Linked DNA regions of Mus musculus: region 1 is linked to region 2. A link is a contact called in public Hi-C data. All regions are on one chromosome and are shown on one strand. Each heading gives the region's core, a stretch centred on a gene start, on an enhancer-like site or on the middle of the called end of the contact. The rest is flanking DNA. Distances are from core to core; before and after follow the strand shown. Region 1 overlaps Gm27162 (predicted gene 27162). Region 2 overlaps Ets1 (E26 avian leukemia oncogene 1, 5' domain).

Evidence for each region. A called contact is a pair of places that touch in the nucleus more often than the background predicts.
Region 1: a contact with region 2 is called in a Hi-C map of Th1 cells, with 1.7 times the contacts expected there. The contact joins two enhancer-like sites. A contact is called at or near these places in 5 of 484 Hi-C or Micro-C datasets (Th1 cells, embryonic fibroblasts, regulatory T cells and 1 more), 13 of 115 datasets of contacts at active chromatin or transcription factors (Th17 cells, acute myeloid leukemia, bone marrow-derived macrophages and 9 more) and 1 of 9 other capture datasets (embryonic stem cells).

What each region holds. Positions count from the first base shown.
Region 1 is chr9:32,914,787-32,918,114 of GRCm38.p6, reverse strand. The region is part of intron 1 of Gm27162 (predicted gene 27162); the gene reads left to right. Among named protein-coding and RNA genes, the nearest start is that of Gm27162, 13 kb to the left of the region's middle. Within about 2 kb of position 1,649, at least 31 of the 459 cell types and tissues checked have an H3K27ac peak or open chromatin away from gene starts, as enhancers often do. A contact at or near this core is called in Th1 cells, effector CD8 T cells and regulatory T cells, where this site is marked.
Region 2 is chr9:32,650,951-32,654,199 of GRCm38.p6, reverse strand. All of the region lies in intron 2 of Ets1 (E26 avian leukemia oncogene 1, 5' domain), which reads right to left. Among named protein-coding and RNA genes, the nearest start is that of Ets1, 16 kb to the right of the region's middle. Within about 2 kb of position 1,754, at least 48 of the 459 cell types and tissues checked have an H3K27ac peak or open chromatin away from gene starts, as enhancers often do. A contact at or near this core is called in Th1 cells, effector CD8 T cells and regulatory T cells, where this site is marked.

The DNA.
Region 1 (3,328 bases), core at 400-2,899, 260 kb before region 2:
GTTTTATCATTTTTCAAAAGTGGATCTAATCAAAGAATTCCATCTGAACAAATTTATCCACAGCCTAGTGACACCCATAAATTTAGTCTGGAGGTATTACACATAACCCATCAGTGTGATCTCAAGAAGATTGTATACTGAGCCTTATCTTTGAGGAATTCATAGGTAAGAGAAGGCATGTAGCTGTTGATTTCAACATCATATGGTAAATTCTAATTATCTCTTAAAAAGAAGCGTTGAGTGTAATTTGATGAACCAAGGAAAGGAAGCAGATCTAGCTGGTTCTGTGTGTGTGTGTGTGTGTGTGTGTGTGTGTGTGTGTGTGTGTGTGTGTGTGTTTAGGGTGAGGCAAGAGGAGAGATAATCAGGGGGAACTTTAAGAATTATGCTATTGATTTCTTAATAATGAGATCTTCATTTCTCATCACCATCTACAACAGAAACACTGTGTTTAAAAGAGTTCCCTTCTCGCTTCTCTGGACTTTCACTATAACAGTCTCCAGTCTGATTGTGCTAATAAAGTATAATGACAACACGGAGATTAGAAAACATGATGGAGATTTTCTGTGTTCCTCTCCTATCTAAAAAACCCTCTGTCACCCAGAACTAAAAATACTAAAATGGAAGATAGAAAACCTGAATCCCCTCCCTCTCCTTGGCTAAAATGACATGACTGACTCCATCTCTCATCCCAGTCAGGCAAGGATCTTGTTCTCTACTTCTTTGAATTATCAGAAGAGCTGGACGGCATCCTGAGATAGTCTTCATGCTCCCTGCAACATTCTCCCAGGGCTCAGCCTTACAGAAGATGGAAGGCCTTTTAGTAAAGCAAAAAGACAGGCCAAACTTCTTAAGAACATGACAAATGTTCAAATTTTGTCATGTTTTATCTGGTATTAAAAGCTTGTAGAAATTTCTTCAATCAGGAAACAGTTTCTGGGTCCTACCACAGATTAGAACCAAAAGTTAAAATTCAACTTCCTATGTAAGGCATAGATAAATGACTAGTGTTACTGGAGAAGGAGTAACAGCTAGGCTAATCTTGATGGTTTTTTATCAAGCAGATGATTAAGAAGCAACAGCTAAGTTTTTGGCTTATAGTCTTGGCTTGGATCCAACACTTGATATAGCAAAAACTAATAAATAAGGGCTGGTGAGACGAATCAATGGCTAAAGGCATCTGTCCCCATGCCTGACAACCCATGTGGTGGAAAGACAGAACTGACTGCACACATTGTCCTTTGATCTACACATGTGTACCTGGGCATGCAGGCACGCGTACACACACACACACACACACACACACACACACACACACTTGTAACAAAATACAGTAAACTATGTTTAAATGTAACTGTTGACTATTTAAATAAATTTATATAATATTTAAATGTTTCAACTTTACAAACATTATTAAGTAACTCATTCTATCTTAAAATTACCTCCATGATTATATACTAAATTCAGAAAATTCATTTATAACTTGGATTCATACCAACAAAGACGAAAAGACATGTTCTTAATATGATGAATAAACTATAACCTCTCATATTCCTGTAATTGTCTTGACTGCTCAGAAACCCAGGCAGTGCTAAAGCTCAAAGTAACTTCACCAGCCTGTGCATCTGTGTCTTCTTAGGCGTGTGCTCTACAGATTTCTATCATGAGAAGATTTTCAGAGCATTTTGCTCCCAGCTGCAGATTTACAATACTACCAGCGTATTGACAATTCTAAGACACCAAACAAGAAATGCTTTTACTCTTTTTGCTCATCTCTTCCTAAATGGAGGCATCCACAGAACCCACCTCCACCTGATACCTTTTATCCCAGATCACATGAAATCAAAACATTAGCAACCTTGTTATGGTTGGTTTCTTTCTTCTCCTGGTCTAGGTTATTTTTTGGTTTTCTTCTTTCTGTATCTACTTAGGATGCACAAATTAAAACATAAACAACAAACTGTGGACATGGGTCTGTGTGTGTGTGTGTGTGTGTGTGTGTGTGTGTGTGTGTGCGTGTGCATGCTCACACACATATGCACATATGGAGAGTGGCAGAGGGGATTAGAGAGAGGAGAAATCAGTTCTCCTCTGCAGCTCTATTCTTGTCCCAGTGGCTATCTTTGTGTACTGTGCTGTGTGTATATTTGTTAAAAATCAGGTCACCGTTTCAGTTAGGCTGCCCCACTATTGGTCCCCAGTTGTTCCTGGCAGGGCTGTACATGAACAAGAGCCTTCTAGGGAAAACCCAAAGTCTTTCAGGAAGTGGTCTGTGATGGTGTGCTATAGTAACTGATGAGTTTCCTTCTGAGTCAGGGATACCACAAGGGGGTCCCCAGGAATTGACATCTCTCTGAGAAGATAGAAAGATATTCTGAGACTGAAGTCATGACTGCCTCTTCTGTAGCTAAGGACCCTGGAGATTAATAGAATACCAACCAGATCTGAGTCCAGTTCCTCCGCACTCCAAACGCCTCTCACTTCTTATTGCTACCCTTGTCTGCAGCACCTGTGGCCTTTGCTTTTGGTTTCAGCTCCTTTACTCTGAAAGGCAGGCCCGCAGACTGCATCTCCTTGTCATGGAGGTACCTGTTGGACACATTTTACATTTGCTCCAAAAGCTTTCCTGTGAAAACACTCAGCTAAAAATACTTTTGGAGAACATAGTCTGCATGAACAACAGGAGCCAACCCTTCTCCAACATGGAAAGGCCTTTAGCTCCCTCCTTCCACTGTCTCCAGGCACACAGTCCTCTAAGACACCTCTGGTGTCTTATAAGAAATTAATATGGCTGCATGGAGGCTAGTCCTCATGATTTTGTCAAACTCATGAGCAAAATAATTGTAAAATGAAAATAAACAGGTGTGCTTACACCTTGCATTTCTTCTTTAGGCAGTGTATATCTAAAAAAAAAATAATAATAATAATAAAAAGAATCTAATGATGGCCATGAGCAACTTCATGGTCAAGTAAAGCCTAGGAAGTGTGTGGTTCTTAATAAAAAAAAATGAGTTGAGTAAATAAAGAAATAGACTCACAACAGTGTCTTCAGAAACTACCAACATTGGTGTTTTACTTAGGCAAGAAAAAAAAAAATCCAGGACATTAAATAATTAGGTCACCCACTATCACCCAAAGAAGTGCTTCCTCAAGAGAAACACACATCTTGCCCAGCAAAGCCAAAGTGTGAGTCTTCTGGTCTGTACCAGTGGCAGGACACGGTAGATACCACCTGAATAAGCGGGCCCTTGCTAAGTGACATAAGTCATATCCTATAGGACAAACACTGCAAGAATCTACATAGATCAGGTATTCAGAAGAGGTGTGA
Region 2 (3,249 bases), core at 505-3,004:
CACCTGTTTGGTAGACAGAAATGCCATGGTTCAAAGTGCTACTGGTTTGCTCACTTTTTGCTGCTTAAGGAATAACAAACTAGGTTTTTCTGCCTCCAACATGCATGTGCTTTTCGAAGTGGTCTTCTACAACCTGTGGTTATCATTTTTGAATCATCCCCTACAACCCAGGTAAGAATTTAATCACTGTTATGATAAACCTCGGAGTGGAACCATCGATAGTGACTGAGAACAAAGACTGTGCTGTCCTGAGCCAGCCAGCCTTATGATTGTAGAGGCAGATTCCTGATGAGAAGAACTGAGCTCAGTTAGGTTCCTCCTGGCCTCACTCTCTTATGCTCATCCCCCTCCCCCCACCCACTCACTCTCAAACTCCACATCCCAAGCTTGTAGATACAATGTTATTGTGCACCATGTAAAGATTAGCCATGAATTATCCAAATGCTGGTTCCTTTTGGACCCCACATCTGGTTGCAATCCTTATTCTGAGAATCTCATTTCTTAATGTTGTGTCCATTGCTCCCCTAATTATTCCCTTATTGGTCAATAAAGAAGCTGATCAGCCAATGACTGAGCAGGGAAAAGAATAGGGCTGGACTTCTTCCGAGCCAGGGGAGGGAGAATGGAGAAAGAGGGGAAGTGCACATTAGCCACTGAAAGAGAGTCTGGGAGGCACCACAAGAAAGAACTTGGACCCCAGAGAGCCAGACCAGTGCTAAAATGCAAAATATCACTGGAATTTTAACTTCGAGGTAGCCCGATAATCTCGGAAGATTAAAATACTAATTACTCAGTTGTTGTCCCTTAAAGCTTGTTAAATAAATATAATAGTCCAGTCTCGATTATTTGTGAGCTAGCTGGGTTAAAAGGAAAACTGCAACAAACATTTATAAATTGACACTCAAAGATGACTTCACAATCTTTAGAACACAGCAAGAAAGTCTTTACTAGATATAGCCCTGGAGTTTTAGGCTTATTGGACTCTAGAATGGAGCTTAAAAATAATGTGTTGTTGTTGTTGTTTGTTTTGATTATTTGTTTATAAATTATCCAATCTCAAAAGTTTTGTTTTAGCAGAAAAAAAAAAAAAAAGAATATAGTCCAGGTGTATCCCAAAGCTGTCCTGAGAGCTCCAACCTCATCTTAAGGAACAAGAGGAAGGTGGTTTCTCCTTCTGTGACCTAGAGTATATGAAGATAGAAACAAATTATATATGTGTACACACATGCGCGCACACACACACACACACACACATATATATATATATATACATATATATATATATATATATATATATATATAGAGAGAGAGAGAGAGAGAGAGAGAGTCTATTAGTCAATCAATCATAACAGAAAGGAAAAATACAATAAACAAAAGAGGCCAGACTGGGTGTCAGAGACATGTAATTCTAGCTCTTTAATAGGGTGAGGCTGGAGGATCACAAGGTCAAGACTAGTATGGGAAGATTAAGGGAACCCTGTCTCAGGTTTTTATAACAAATATAAAGGTGGCTGGAGGTTTAGTGTTCAGAAGTAGAACACTGGTCTAGCATGCTTGAGCTCAATCCTCAGCACTATATAAAAGAATGAAAAGGTAAGGGAGGGGAGGAGAGGGAGATACAAAAGGGGATTTTCTAGATCTTGGAGAGAATGACGGGATGCAGAATTAATCTCAACACCTCTGAGATGGGGACTGGAGAGATGGACCGTTCAGCAGCTATGAGCACATACTGCTCCCACAGAAGATGTAGTTTCAGTTCCCATCACCCAAATCAGATGACTCACATCTTCCTGTGACTTCACCTCTAGAGGATTCAACAAGGCTACATGCAAATCCACACGCGCACATGCACACGCGCACGTGCACACACACACACACACACACACACACACACACACACCCCACACTTAAAACAAACAAAACTCTGAGAGATAGCTTGGGTGAGGATTGTCCTGTGGGACTTACTTTGCAAACGTCAGTAGCTGAACTTGTTGGCTGGGATGATGCTCTTTGGTACCACCGATTTAACATGCAGCCAACGGGGCAAGCACGCAAGTCCTATTAGCACAGTCTAGGACTGTGTGGCAGATGCCTGAGCCAGCCAGTGGCTGACAGCCTCTCTCAGGTCACTCTCAAGCTGACATGCAGTGTACACTCAGGTACATTTCCTTCTCCCAAAGCCTTCAGTGATCACTTGTTATAAAGTAGCCCTGAGTTCATATTGCTTGACTCTGCATAACACAGTAGCCTTCAGACAAAGGCAAAACTGTTTTTAAATCTTAGAAACATTTTAAAGTGCGCGTGATGTGTGTGGCAGCCTGATGGAGTCGAAGAGCAACTTTATGGGCTCAGACTTCCTTCCACCTTCACATGGGATCCGAAAGCCTAACTCAGATGATCATGCTTTCCAAGCAAGTGCTTCTACCCACAGAGCCATCTCCTGTAGAGAGAATCTCTTGTGTGTTGTATGGATGCATCACCTGTCAGTTAAAAACCTATGGCCTATAGGAAAGGGCAGGATAGAAGGTGGGACATCTGGCTGGCAGAAGGGATTCTGGGATGATGGCAACATGAGAGATTCGCCAGGGAAGATGCAATGAAACAGCCACATGGTACCTGAGCACGTGGCAGAATGTAGATTCATATAAATGGATTATTTTAAGTTATTAGCAAGTCAGAGAATAAGCCTAGCTGTATGGCCTGGGTAGTTTTATTTTTATTTTGAGTTTGAATTGTTATTCTGGGGAACTTGGGGCCTGACAGGAAATCAGACCATTACAATGTCGCCAGCCTAGAATTCTTTTATAAGATATACTCACAGGTTTGTTTGTTTGTTTATAAAGCCTTGTAGGACAGTTTTTGAATTTTTCATTTGGAAAATATAGGCATCATATTTATAAAAAAGAGTATGTTTGAACTATGGTGAAAGAATTGGGACTCTTCAATATGGTCACCCTACCCTCAGACAGGGATGTTCCCTAAACAGTCTTATCAAAAGACATTTTGAATGTGTATTTCATTTAACCTCTGGGGTATCAGTATATTCCATGTAGAACAGCACCCTGGGAACCCTCCCTTGACCCTGATCATATTGCTATGTGTTCCAAAGCCTGCAGCTCTGAGAAGTGGTTAGTAGGTAATCATTACCCCTACCTTCTGCACGGCTCAAGATGCTTCCTAGTATCCTGTCTACATGGGCCCAAATAAGGTAATTCCTTTGGCCATCCTCCACACTTCCTCCTTGTCAGA